Regions from separate parts of the Mus musculus genome. Here all the other regions are linked to region 1. The links are chromatin contacts, called in public ChIA-PET and promoter capture Hi-C maps. All regions are on one chromosome and are shown on one strand. Each heading gives the region's core, a stretch centred on a gene start, on an enhancer-like site or on the middle of the called end of the contact. The rest is flanking DNA. Distances are from core to core; before and after follow the strand shown. Region 1 holds the start of Kcna3 (potassium voltage-gated channel, shaker-related subfamily, member 3). Region 2 overlaps Chia1 (chitinase, acidic 1). Region 3 has its middle 29 kb from the start of 2010016I18Rik.

Region 1 (4,513 bases), core at 1,475-3,974:
GCGAAGCTATTTCTATTCCTGCTACGGCAGGTCAGAAGCCAAACCTATACGTAGAGCAAATAGAAAGGCCAAATGCTAAGACTCACTTGCTGCTTGCAAACCTGATGGTTTTACTTCGACTTGAATACTAGGGACTGAAATGCAAAGCAATCCTGCACAGGCTCTGAGAAGCTGTTTGCTTTGCCACAGTTCTACACTTAAACATTATAATAATAATATTATTATTATCTCACAGGGGTGTCATGAGGATTAATGAGACATTATCAAATCACTTTGAGCTACTCCCCTGGGGGTACTAAATAAATGGTATGTGTCCCCCTGAAGTGCCACTTTTGACATTGATTTGTTGCAACTGGTTCTGCTGTCCAACAGGGCTGGAACGCTCCCACCAGCCCGTTTCCTATAGGCGAACAAGTAGCCATCAAAAGGCACTGGTTTTCAGTTCAAATAAATATGAATTGAAAGAGAACAGTCAGCAATCAGAGGCAAATAGGCTGCTCTTTGAAATCCAGTATTTATCAAGTGCTCACGGTGATCAGCATGAGTGTTTCCCAGTGTAATATAATACTGCAAACACTAGATTTGGGACCGATCCAAGATTTTAGGACCAGCCCTGTCACTAACCAGCTATGTGAGCTAAACTGCTAAACTTCTCTAGATCTCAATTCTAAGATAAGGGCTGTCCTAATAAGGCCATCAAGGTCTTCCAGACAAAGCAAATGGATGAAAGCAGTGAGAATAGGCATTCTGAAAGAGAGATACTTTACAGCAGGGAGAAACGTGTGACCATCCATCACGGGACCATCCTCTGCTCTCATCTCCTTTGCCTTTGATTAATATTAATTTCAGTATTAATTCCTGCAAAAGTAAGAATAAATCATCTCCCCAGTCAGACATAGAAGTGCAAGAAACAGTCTTTAAAAATAGGGTCTTTGCCTCTCAGTGAGCTCTCCTTGTGACACTCCGTCTTTCCCAATCTTAGATTTACAAAAATAAATATGTAAATATTCATCAACTGTTCCCCTAATCACTGGTTAAAATAAGAAGCTGACCATTGCACAACAGATTGCTCTGAAACTGTGTATTTAAGAGGGATTTAAATGGTTTCCCAGTTTCTTCATCTGACAATAGACTCCACTCTCTGCAGTGCCCAGCACTCAGATGGTTGTAAAGCGAAACATGAAGGAATGATAAAACAAAAACAAACAAACAAACAAACAAACAAACGAAAACCTGGTGCTTGTTACACCCCCAAATGCTGCTCTAGAAACTTGTAGGGTGATTGGACTGCTGGCTCAGCTCTCCCTCGCTCCCCAGCCCAGGAATCACAATAGGGTCCTGAACTCAAAAGAAGAAATATCTCCCCAGAGCAGACAGAAATAAATACAAAGCATCACTTGTTGCAGAATTCAGTACAACAAACAAATGCTGAGATCCCAGGATTTCCAAGTTGCTAACAACAGAAGTTGGGCAAGCCCTCTTTATCATAGTTTAGTAGTTGGGAGAGGGGGTAAGAAAAACATGACGACAGATCACTCTTACATCAAACTGAATTTTCAGCTAACTTCATGGAATGAGTGAATGTCTAGACAATAGTTCCTCTTTTGCAAACGATTGCAATGATTCAAGGGGGTAACAGAATTTTGTAACTCTGGTACTTATACTTGGGGTAGCTAAATGTCTGGGAACAGAAATTATGTTTAAAGCAACCAGCACAATTTAGAGAAACAGTTTAAGGGAGATAATATTTTCTGTAGGCCCATATCAAGCAAGAGAGGCACAATCTGCAAAATGAAGGCTTTCCCACATTAACAGCTAAAATACACTTTCTCGAGTTCCCTACTGCAAGGGCAGGTATCATTGTGTTAATTAAACGCTAGGTATTGGGCCTGTTCGTCACACAGTAAGGTGTGGTGAATTTTCTTTACCATTCCCTCTTATTTTTTTCCACTGCCCTCACTAATCCCAACCAGAAACTTGCCCCTGATTCTGCCCGCACTGAGCTAACCATTATAAAAATGAGGTCTCCAGATGCCTTTAAGGACCCTCTTTTTAGACTGCTGGGAAGACTTGAGACCCCATGTTACCCATTAACCCATTGCTTCCTGTCCAAAAATATCGTTTACTGCACCAACACCCAGGTTTTAGCATTATTCTACCCCTCTAAATCCGGATGCTGGCCCCAGACTATCCTATCCTGCACTAGCCCAGACAACCTAGCCTGCAGCCCCTCCTCCCAAGACATTCAGGGTCTGGATGCCTGGATGCCTCCTTTGCTTGGGACTTTTTGTTACCTACTCTAGTGGAACTTGCCCTTCTTGGCAAAGTGTCAAGGGCCAGGAGGCCTCCCTTCGAGGGATGAGGTGTGGTCCTTGCGTGGGTATAACAGCCCTGAGATTAGGTCTCGACCACGCGCGGGAAGGGAACGCGCGCTGACCAGGAGCGAGCAAGCAGAGCCCAGGAACGAGGTCAGGCGGCCGGGTTCCTCCAAGGCCAGCGTGGCTGGGTAGGGGTTCCGCGGAGTCTGGGGAGTGGGGTGCAAGTTGGCGGCGATCCAGTGACAAAGAAGGTCGAGGAACAAGGGTGGCAAGCGGGAAGCGGAGCGCGCGCGCGCGGTGGGCGGGAAACCCGGGGGCGGTGGCAGAGAGGCGGGCGCGCGCCCCGCGGGGAGGGGTGCGGAGGAGGGAGGAGGAGGCGTCTGGACCGTGCAGCCCCGCGGGCCGCGCCAGCCCAGACAGAGCCTCGCGGCAGCCGCAGCAACAGGCGGCGGGGCCGGGCTCGTAGGGCAGAGGCGGCGGTGGGGCGGGGAGCTCCAGGAGGAGCGACTCGGGCCGGCAGCCGCCAGCAGGGAAGGAAAGCACCGCCGCCTCCCGCGCTCGACCGCCGCAGCCCTCCACCCATCACCGCGCCCACCCTGCACCGGACCCCGCAGGAGGCGGCGCGCGCATCCTGCAGAGCCCCGGCCACGCCGAGCTGCCGCCAGACATGACCGTGGTGCCCGGGGACCACCTGCTGGAGCCAGAGGCGGCGGGAGGCGGTGGCGGGGACCCGCCTCAGGGAGGCTGTGGCAGTGGCGGCGGCGGTGGCGGCTGCGACCGCTACGAGCCACTGCCACCCGCGCTGCCCGCCGCGGGCGAGCAAGATTGCTGCGGCGAGCGTGTGGTCATCAACATCTCTGGGCTGCGCTTCGAGACGCAGCTCAAGACCCTCTGCCAGTTCCCCGAGACACTGCTGGGCGACCCCAAGCGGCGCATGCGGTACTTTGACCCACTCCGCAATGAGTACTTCTTCGACCGCAACCGACCCAGCTTCGACGCCATCCTCTACTACTACCAGTCCGGGGGCCGCATTCGCCGGCCGGTCAACGTGCCCATCGACATCTTCTCCGAGGAGATCCGCTTTTACCAGCTGGGTGAGGAGGCCATGGAAAAGTTCCGTGAGGATGAGGGCTTCCTGCGGGAGGAGGAGCGACCCCTGCCCCGCCGTGACTTCCAGCGCCAGGTGTGGCTGCTCTTCGAATATCCGGAGAGCTCCGGGCCGGCCCGGGGCATTGCCATTGTGTCAGTGCTGGTCATTCTCATCTCCATTGTCATCTTCTGCTTGGAGACGCTTCCCGAGTTTCGCGATGAGAAAGACTATCCCGCCTCCCCGTCGCAGGACGTGTTTGAGGCTGCCAACAACAGCACGTCGGGGGCCCCTTCTGGAGCCTCCAGCTTCTCGGACCCCTTCTTCGTGGTGGAGACCTTGTGCATCATCTGGTTCTCCTTTGAGCTTCTGGTGCGGTTCTTTGCTTGCCCCAGTAAAGCCACCTTCTCCAGAAATATCATGAACTTGATAGACATTGTGGCCATCATTCCTTATTTTATCACTCTGGGCACTGAGCTGGCTGAACGACAAGGTAATGGGCAGCAGGCCATGTCGCTGGCCATCCTGAGAGTCATCCGCCTAGTAAGGGTTTTCCGCATCTTCAAGCTCTCCCGCCATTCTAAGGGGCTGCAGATCCTAGGACAGACGCTGAAGGCTTCCATGCGGGAGCTGGGGCTGCTCATATTCTTCCTCTTCATTGGGGTCATCCTTTTCTCCAGTGCAGTCTACTTTGCTGAGGCAGACGACCCTTCTTCGGGTTTTAACAGTATCCCGGATGCCTTCTGGTGGGCAGTAGTAACCATGACAACTGTTGGTTATGGTGATATGCACCCAGTGACCATAGGAGGCAAGATTGTGGGCTCTCTTTGTGCCATCGCAGGTGTCTTGACCATTGCATTGCCAGTTCCTGTGATTGTTTCCAACTTCAACTACTTCTACCACCGGGAGACAGAAGGGGAAGAGCAAGCCCAGTACATGCACGTGGGCAGTTGCCAGCACCTCTCCTCTTCAGCCGAGGAGCTCCGAAAAGCCCGGAGTAACTCCACTCTGAGTAAGTCGGAGTATATGGTGATCGAAGAGGGGGGTATGAACCACAGCGCCTTCCCGCAGACCCCCTTCAAAACGGGCAACTCCACAGCCACTTGCA
Region 2 (4,513 bases), core at 791-3,290, 900 kb before region 1:
TTCCCCCTTCTAAGAAGGATGGAAGTATCCACAATTTGGTCTTCTTTCTTATTGAGCTTCATGTGGTCTGTGAATTGTATCTTGGATATTCTGAGCCTCTGGGCTATTATCCACTTGTCAGTGAAGGCATACCACATGTGTTCTTTTATGATTTGGTTACCTCACTCAGGACGATATTTTCTAGTTCCATCCCTTTGCCTAAGAATTTCATGAAGTCATTGTTTTTAATAGCTAAATAGTACTCCATTGTGTAAAAGTACCACATTTTCTGTATCCATTCCTCTGTGGAGGGACATCTGGGTTCTTTCCAGCTTCTGGCTATTATAAATAAGGCTGCTATGAACATAGTAGAATATGTGTTCTTATTACATGTTGGAGCATCTTCTGGGTATATGCCCAGGAGTGGTATAGCTGGGATCTCAGGTAGTACTATGTCCAATTTTCTGAGGAACCGCCAAACTGATTTGAAGAGTGGTTGTACCAGCTTGCAATCCCACCAGCAATGGAGGAGTGTTCCTCATTCTCCACATCCTCACCAGCATTTGCTGTCACCTGAGATTTTGATCTTACTCATTCTGATTGGTGTAATGTGGAATCTCAGACTTGGGATGTAATAAAGTGAGGGTGATAGAGCATGTACTTATTTAATATGGCAAGTTCTGGGTCTCATCTCCATCAATGCAAAGAGAAAATAACTCAGTTTTACTTTCTACAAAAAACTGAATTGTAAAATTTAGGTAACCCTAACTGGGGATATGAATGGAAAGAAGATAATGTGTTTTCTCTTTAATGGGGTTAATATTTAAAGGGTTTGATTCTCTTGACATTCAAAGATTTGCACCTTTCTGAGAAGTGGAGCCACTGAGGTCTGGGATGCCTCCCAAGAAGTGCCCTATGCCTATAAGGCCAACGAGTGGCTTGGCTATGACAATATCAAGAGCTTCAGTGTTAAGGTAAGGCCAGCTCCTTGGATTTGCTGCCATAACAGACCCAAGGCTCAGGAAATCAAAGGAACCTTCTACCCTCTACTCTTAAACAGGCTCAGTGGCTTAAGCAGAACAATTTTGGAGGTGCCATGATCTGGGCCATTGACCTTGATGACTTCACTGGCTCTTTCTGTGATCAGGGAAAATTTCCTCTGACTTCTACTTTGAACAAAGCCCTTGGCATATCCACTGAAGGTAAATGACTGCATTAGTGTCCTGTGTGTGTGTCTGTGTGTGTATGTATGTATGTATGTATGTACGTATGTATGTGTTAATAATGTCTGCTTATTAATTTAAAGGCAGTCTTGGCATTCTCACTCCTATTGTCTTGGGATATTCTTCCCATTTCAGTCTGTTGCACTTGTCCAGGTGACAGAAAAGTTATTGACATTCCCTAAATCCTAATTTCTAAGGGAATTATGGAAAACCAAGCTTATTTTTGGAGTGTGTGAGATCAGATTTTCTAGGATTTCAAGGTTTGTAAGAGTCTGAAGAAATTGTGCTTACTTTTTTACATACAAGTTTCTCTCTCTCTCTCTCTCTCTCTCTCTCTCTCTCTCTCTCTCTCTCTCTGTGTGTGTGTGTGTGTGTGTGTGTGGTGTGTGTTCCTTATTCAATGTCTTGCTTAGGCTCCTGGGGAGAATTAACAGGAAGCTTTGCCTGTATTCTTATATATCCACTCCATCACTCAGGGAATATTTCAACCTTCCTACCTGTTCCCATGTTTTTCTTTCAGAGGTATTTACAGTCATATCTTAAAAATATCTGTTTTTGCATATTAGGTCTTTCTTGAATGTCTTAGATAGCAAAAGAGAGAACAAGATAATGCTGGCATGCATTCACATTACATCTTTTCTTAGTTCCTGCTATGTCTTACAGCCTCTTCAGTTGTGAGACTGCAGCTAATTGCATCCATATTCTGGCTATAATGCACATAGTTTACTTTACTGCCACTGCTTCATCAAGCCCACCCATCGACTCACTCTACTTGTATGTTTCAGGTTGCACAGCTCCTGACGTGCCTTCCGAGCCAGTGACTACTCCTCCAGGAAGTGGGAGTGGGGGTGGAAGCTCCGGAGGAAGCTCTGGAGGCAGTGGATTCTGTGCCGACAAAGCAGATGGCCTCTACCCTGTGGCAGATGACAGAAATGCTTTTTGGCAGTGCATCAATGGAATCACATACCAGCAGCATTGTCAAGCAGGGCTTGTTTTTGATACCAGCTGTAATTGCTGCAACTGGCCATGAACCTAATGCCATTCTTCCAGAAATTTCTGCACTCTCCTTTACTCCTCACCAAAAGTAACTATCTTCCCTTTAACCTTATGCAATAAAATTGGTAGCCAAAACATCGGTGTTCTTGATTTTTCACAGTTTTGTTGAAAACTTTTCTTTACTTAGAAATACCAGCTATGTATGGGTTGGAGGGAGAGGGAGAGAGAGAGAGAGAGAGAGAGAGAGAGAGAGAGAGAGAGAGAGAGAGAGAGAGAGAGAGAGAGAGAGAGAGAGAGAGAGAAATTGTGGAGCCAACCACCATACATTTTCTACTGTGGAAGATATTTGATGTTTGGTGATGAATCAGTAGCCTAGGAACCATTATCAAGGACTCTGTAGTATTTGCAATGCTGCTGGGGTTGCTGAGGAATAAAATCCACAACTTTCTGTTAATCTTGCTGGGGATCTGGAACTGTTTTAGTAATACTGAAATTAGAAGCAGTGGCTAGATATGCGCTATGGACTGTGTAGCATGAAGTACCTGCCCAGCAAAGAGGCTTACAAGAGTCTTTATCAGCAGTGTCAAACTGACTCCTAGTGACTTAATGCCTTTCCAGAACTTAGCAGAAAAACTTCTTTCTGCAGTAGATAGCAATTGACACAAAGACCTGCAACTAGTCAAGGCACAGAGAATAAGAAACTTGGAGCGCTTAACCCTAAATGAGACATCTATGTCATATCCCTTCTCCTCCTACAGCTCAGGGCTCATCACAGAAGGGGTTTTCAAAAGATTGTAGGAGCCAGAGGCAGAGGATAAATACAAGGAAACTGTTTTCTAAATACTACAGAGCAGTTGTAGGGACACACAAATTAACAACAGTTGTGACAGTATACATAAGAACTCCAAAAGGTCAAACCAGACAAATACCACCATTGAGAGGAAAGTAGGCCATGAAGTTCCACCCCTAGCTGAGATGCTATTGATAATTGATAGGGTTTAGAAGTCAGTTTTTTTAAAAGTGTCACACAACTCAAGAATATATAAGCAGCACAAATTAGTCTCAATGAGTTTGAAAACATGAGAACACAAAATTGTGTAGATAAGGAAATGGGTGGATTTAGGAGGAGATAGGGGAGGAAGTGAATATGATCAAAATACAGTTTAAAAATTCTCAACAAAAGAGACGAGGGTGTAGAGAAAAGAGAGCCCTCTCATTTACTGACAGCTGCAGTCACTATTCCTGAACTGACATTCACTTGTCACAGTACCTTGTCCTCATTCGTATGTTGTGTTGTAGTAAAATGACTTTAATATTTGCCTTACTGATCCTTCTTAATTATATAGTTCAGTTTATTGATACTGGTCAAACATCACTACCATTCTTTTTCACCTTAAAGAATTTGAACTCCATACAAAAACCAAACCAAAACCAATCCATTAACCACTGATCCAGTATATCTGCTGCATTCCTTCTTAAAACAACCGCAGTAACGACCAGTTTATTCTCTTCTAAAAATTCTAATATTGACTAAACCTTACAGTGTTACCATTTTGTGATTTACTTTGGTCATTTAGCATAATGTTTCATCTATGTTTGTGACATTCAGAGTCACTTCTAAATGTCATTTCTAAACCTAAAGAACATTCCAGTCTAAGTACACAATACAGAATATTTATCAACTCACCCATGATAGATACTTGTTGCTTCCATGTTTTAGTTACTGTAGGCAATACTGCTATGAACACAAGAGTTCAAATATTTCTTTAACTATTATTAATTTCTTTTATTTTGATACTTTCTAGTTATTATCTGATTTTTTTAGCCACCCTATTAGGTATGAAGGAATAACCTATTGTAGTTCTGATGAACATTTTAAAAACTTGTTTATGGTCCTTCCTATATCTTTATTTTTTTGTGTGTAAAAGTATATTCAAGTCTTTTGCTTGGTTTGGAATTGGGTTTTTTCCTTTTTAGTATTTATTTATGTAACATCATATTATGTTTATCATATCACAATTTCGTGCATGTCTATAATTTATTATGATTTTTTTTTGGTTTTCTGAGAGAGGGTTTCTCTGTGTAGCCCTGGCTGTCCTGGAACTCACTCTGTAGATCAGGCTGGCCTCAAACTCAGAAATTTGCTTGCCTCTGCCTCCCAAGTGCTGGGATTAAAGGTGTGTGCCACCATGCCCGGCATGTATTATGATCTTATTGATCTAAATCATCCTCTTTTATAAATTTTTTTAAATTAGGTATTTTCTTCATTTACATTTCCAATGCTATCCCCAAAACCCCCCAAAACCTCTCCCACT
Region 3 (4,513 bases), core at 1,297-3,796, 580 kb before region 1:
TATCCTATATACAGTCACCAAACCCAGACACTATTGTGCTTGCTGACAGAAGCCTGATATAGCTGTCTTCTGAAAGGCTCTGCCAGTGCCTGTCAAATACAGAGGTACATGCTCTCAGTCATCCCCAATGGAGGACCTAGAGAAAGGACACAAGGAGCTGAAGGGGTTTGCAGCCCCATAGGAGGAACAACAATATGAACCAACCAGTACCCCCCACCCCCGAGCTCCCAGGCACTAAACCACCAACCAAAGAGTACACATGGAGGAACCCATGGCTCCAGCTGCATGTGTAGCAGAGGATGACCTTGTCAGTCATCAGAAGGAGGAGAGGCCCTTGGTCCTGTGAAGGCTTGATGCCCCAGTCTAGGAGAATGCCAGGACCAGGAAGTGGGAGTGGGTAGGTTGGTAAGCAGGGAGAGGGCAGGGGGGAGTCTAAGGGAAAACCAGGTAAAGGGATAACATTTGAAATGTAAATAAAGAAAATACCTTTAAAAAAAAAAGATTGTGGAACCAATGACATGACCAGTTGGGCAGTTAAGGATATGCTTATTCTTGACCAGTAATAGAAAGAGAAAAACTCACAAATCAACTTCACCACCCTTTGTAGTGTGAGAGGTTAGCACATGAGAGAAATGTAGAGGAAAATATGTTGGTAAAGGAAAGGAGTATTGTTTTTTAGTGGGGAGGATGGTAGAGTTGGATCAGACCTCAGGCCAGGCTTGAACTGCTGTATAGCTGAGATTAACCTTGACATCTTGCTCTCTGTGTCCCTGCCAGGATGACCTCCTACCTGGCTACATCCCTGTCTTTTCTAAGAACGGGTGAATATTTTCCAGGGACTGGGACACATTCTCTTTTCATTTGTTTTATGTTTTTTTTCCAGACATTGTTATGTTGTCTACTGCCATGACCATGGGGGAGAGATATCACTTAGCAGACAACTGGTATTCCAATGAAATTATAAGCTTCAGTAGCCTCTCTGGCAGCCTGTTACAGTCTCTAGTTTGTGCCAGCCAACCTGAAGAGGAATTTCTGGTTAACGTGTAGAGCCAAGCTTGGTAGCATTTACTTCAGAACTTAAGAGATAGAAACAAGAGAATCAGGGATTCAGATTAAGCCTCTGAGACATAACTAATTTTGGGTCACCCTGAACTACATGAATCCTGTATATATATATATATTATATTATATATTTTATATTATATATAAAATAAGATCATGGCATAAGATACAATTGTAACAAGGTTACCTGAGCAATAAAAGCCTGAGGAAGGGCAACAGAACAACTGATAGCCTTCAGAGCCATCTTATCTCAGAGTAAATCCTGAGCCTTTATAGCACCCCCACCTCATTCGGTCATCAGAAATGGGCTGGAGAGTGAAGATATGGCTTTGGGCAAGGGCATCACCTGCTCCTATGACAGCTCTGAAAACTCTGGCAACAGAAGTTGTCGATAACTATATATAGCCTTTCTCTTCACAGAAAGGCCCTAGAAGACTGCTCCTAAGAAGTGATGTCTACATTGGTGAATTCCAGCCTCTTGTCAGAGCCAGATATAGAGAGACAGATAGTTACCCTTTCTTACAATCTTTCTGGAAGAATGACATTTTCTTAAGTGATGCTGACTGCAGTATGTGCTCATAGCTAGTTTTCTCGTTGACTGTTGGTAGAGATGTAGGCCAATGAGAATCAGATGTCTAAATAGAGAGAATTAGAAAATTTACAACTTGAGTACATAATGAAACAGGTGGTTTTAAGCTCTTCTGAGTGGTCTATTAACTTGGTTGTTTAAGACCCTTCCCAGTTAGCATGAATGGGGTCTAGAGGGGTACTAGCGGGAGACTTGCTGGTTGCGAACACCAAATCTTGGTAGAGGACAGAGACTGAAGCGACAGTAACTGAAGGATGGATGCTCACAGCATCCAAGCTGGGGGAGGGATGGTGTGGATTAAGGGGAAGAAAAGCCTTCAGTGTAAAATACCTACAGTCTACACCTTGCTCTGAAAACTTCCCTGCTTGAATTTCACTTCTTCTATTACAAGAACTTGAGTCCCCCAAAAAGCTTCACCTATGTTAAAGATTCTGCGAACTGATTTATTGATTGGAATTCATTGTGGAGAGCTAAAATTTTGCAGACCCAAAATTGTCTTGAGCTATTTTTAGTTCTTTTAATCGCCTTTTATCATTGAGCTCTGTATCTTATTTAAGGCTTCCTATCAAGAAAGACTTTTGAAATATGCTCTTAGCAAGAACTAATACTCACCAAGCCAAGAGCTAAGAATGTCATCAGATATGTTCTATGCAAGGTAAAGATTTCCCTCACTTTGCTGTAACATGTTTGTTTACCTAATATGCCTGTCAATGTATTTGGTACATGCATTGGTCTTTGACGTCTGACTTTTATTTGTTTTGTGACTAACAAAAGCTCATGTAACCACTTACAGATTTATAAGAAAAAGCAACTTATCTACTTGTTTCTGGCCCATGTTCTCTCATATTTGCTCAAAGTAAACACTTTTATTCCCTTTGAAGCAAGAATTGTGTTCTCACTGAAAACCTCATGCCAGTGTACTCTGACTTAGGTAACTAGATTAGAGGCTAAATGTTACACATATCTGATAAGTGCTTATAGTTGCCTGTAGTCATGAGGAAAGAAGTTTTACACCATAAAACTAGGGAACTAGATAGACATGTATTGCCATTATTGTTTAGCTTTTGGTACCTGGTCCCTAAGAAGAGAATAATGAATGAGATAAGTCCTACTGCTACTTCAGCGTACTGCTAAGGTCAGTGCAAAAAAAAAAAAAAAAAAAGGTTGAAGTAGCCATAAAGAGCATAGACATCCCAGTGAACAGAAGGAGACAAGGATTCAAGTATGAAGAGGCTGAGATGTCTGGAATGGTACTGCAGAACACTAGAGAGAAGAAACAGAGAGATTCAGCAGCCTGTACTGTGCTGCTGTGGACATTTTTTTCCTTTGAGACATTTATTGAGAAAGGGTGTCATGAAGCCCATGATATCCTGAAACCCAATATAAGGAAAAGGATTAGTTGAACTTCTCATTATCCTATCTCTTCATCCCAAATGCTGGAACTACAGGTGTGAGACACCACAAAATAGATAAAAAAGAGAATATTGTGTTTTTGTAGGTGACAGACATAGTGCCTTAGACTAGGTTAGTAGCAGCTAACAGTTAACAGTGAAAAGTTAGAGGTCATGGATGGCGAAAAAATTCTGAGATGATAAATGAAGAGAATATGTGTATGTTTTGGATTTAAAGTGAAGAGTGCTGCCTATGTCTGTATACATATCTTTCAGCTACTTCTTAGGGCCAAAACCTAGGTGCCAATTAGTACAGAATTTTATATACTGCAGAACTGCATGGGTTTATATGTCTTGGGTATCTAGTTAGACCAAGGCCTATCAGTTTCTCATCATTCAACGAGACACCTCATGAAAAGCAACTTTAGGGATGAAGGATTTGGTTTGCTCATGTTTCATGGAGATGAGTGACGTCTGAGGTGCCATCAGTGGTGACAGGACCTTGCTGCTTGATGTGTACATCTCAACCTATCAGGCATCAGAGATGCAGAGAAGAGCCAGAAGTGGCCTATAGCTCTCTAACCCTGAGTCTCTGTGGCCTTACATCTGAAGGCCTCATGTCCAAAACTTTGCACAACATCCAAAAACAGCATCATCACTGAGTACTAAATAAGCACAAGAGTCTATGAACATTCAAACTAACTCATGACCTTTCACAAACTATCTCTTTCCCCTTTTTCCTTGTGTTTCCTAGTCTTAAGCTTGATGCTATACTTCCACATGCAATGTCAGTTCCCAAGTCAGCAGAAACAGCAAAGAGACAAAATAAGTCAAGCCAGTTAACTGTGTTCCTTTTCACCCAGAACACAAAAAGTTTTCTGAAAGCTACAACCAGTAAAGTGCCATTATATCACACCAACAAACTCAGAAGAAAGATGTTAACATGTTTATTTAAAATTACAGTATTCCAGAAAAGGGTGGTGGTACACACATTTACTCCCAGCACTTAGCAAGCAGAGGCAGGTGGATCTCTGTGAGTTAAAAGTCAGCCTGTTCTTCACAGTGAGTTCTAGGTTAGCCAAGGTTAGATAGTGATGTCCTTTCTCAAAACACACAAACATACAAACAGATAAATAAAATTACAGTATTCCATAGATTCAACTAATTACACTAGGCCCCAATAAAACAGTCTAAAAATCAAAATGGAATCACTCATAATAAAATTCCAAAGGAACCTGAGCTTTTTACCAAACTTCTAAGAGATCAGGGGGAAAAGTCATGGTGTGCAAATCCTTTAAATTATTAGCTTCCTTTTGCACAGCAATAAAGTCTCTCTGCCTTAAGCCTTACATAAAATGACAGTTGAAGTCACTAATGGTAATACAATCAGTTATATTGGTACTATTATGTCTCGTTGACTCTGTCTTGTAAGGAAAATAATACTGAAATTGTCAATTCACTTTTTTGTTCT

Evidence for each region. Promoter capture Hi-C pulls out the DNA fragments that hold promoters and counts their contacts. ChIA-PET counts read pairs in DNA pulled down with a chosen protein or histone mark.
Region 2: a contact with region 1 is called in a promoter capture Hi-C map of hippocampal neurons, with 3 times the contacts expected there. The contact joins the enhancer-like site here to the promoter of Kcna3 in region 1. A contact is called at or near these places in 5 of 39 promoter capture datasets (frontonasal cranial neural crest, hippocampal neurons, liver and 1 more) and 1 of 9 other capture datasets (embryonic stem cells).
Region 3: an RNA polymerase II ChIA-PET map of memory CD8 T cells shows a contact between it and region 1, with 160 read pairs. The contact joins the enhancer-like site here to the promoter of Kcna3 in region 1. A contact is called at or near these places in 1 of 39 promoter capture datasets (the C10 cell line), 5 of 115 datasets of contacts at active chromatin or transcription factors (the 230-238 cell line, large pre-B cells, memory CD8 T cells and 1 more) and 1 of 9 other capture datasets (embryonic stem cells).

What each region holds. Positions count from the first base shown.
Region 1 is chr3:107,033,438-107,037,950 of GRCm38.p6, forward strand. Kcna3 (potassium voltage-gated channel, shaker-related subfamily, member 3) reads left to right here and starts at 2,725. Exons shown (of 1, transcript NM_008418.2): 1 at 2,725-4,513. The coding sequence starts at 2,986.
Region 2 is chr3:106,129,786-106,134,298 of GRCm38.p6, forward strand. Chia1 (chitinase, acidic 1) reads left to right here. Exons shown (of 11, transcript NM_023186.3): 9 at 834-953; 10 at 1,040-1,181; 11 at 1,988-2,333. The coding sequence ends at 2,232. Among named protein-coding and RNA genes, the nearest start is that of Chia1, 19 kb to the left of the region's middle. Within about 2 kb of position 2,041, at least 24 of the 459 cell types and tissues checked have an H3K27ac peak or open chromatin away from gene starts, as enhancers often do. A contact at or near this core is called in hippocampal neurons, where this site is marked.
Region 3 is chr3:106,455,150-106,459,662 of GRCm38.p6, forward strand. No RefSeq gene overlaps it. Among named protein-coding and RNA genes, the nearest start is that of 2010016I18Rik, 29 kb to the right of the region's middle. Within about 2 kb of position 2,547, at least 5 of the 459 cell types and tissues checked have an H3K27ac peak or open chromatin away from gene starts, as enhancers often do.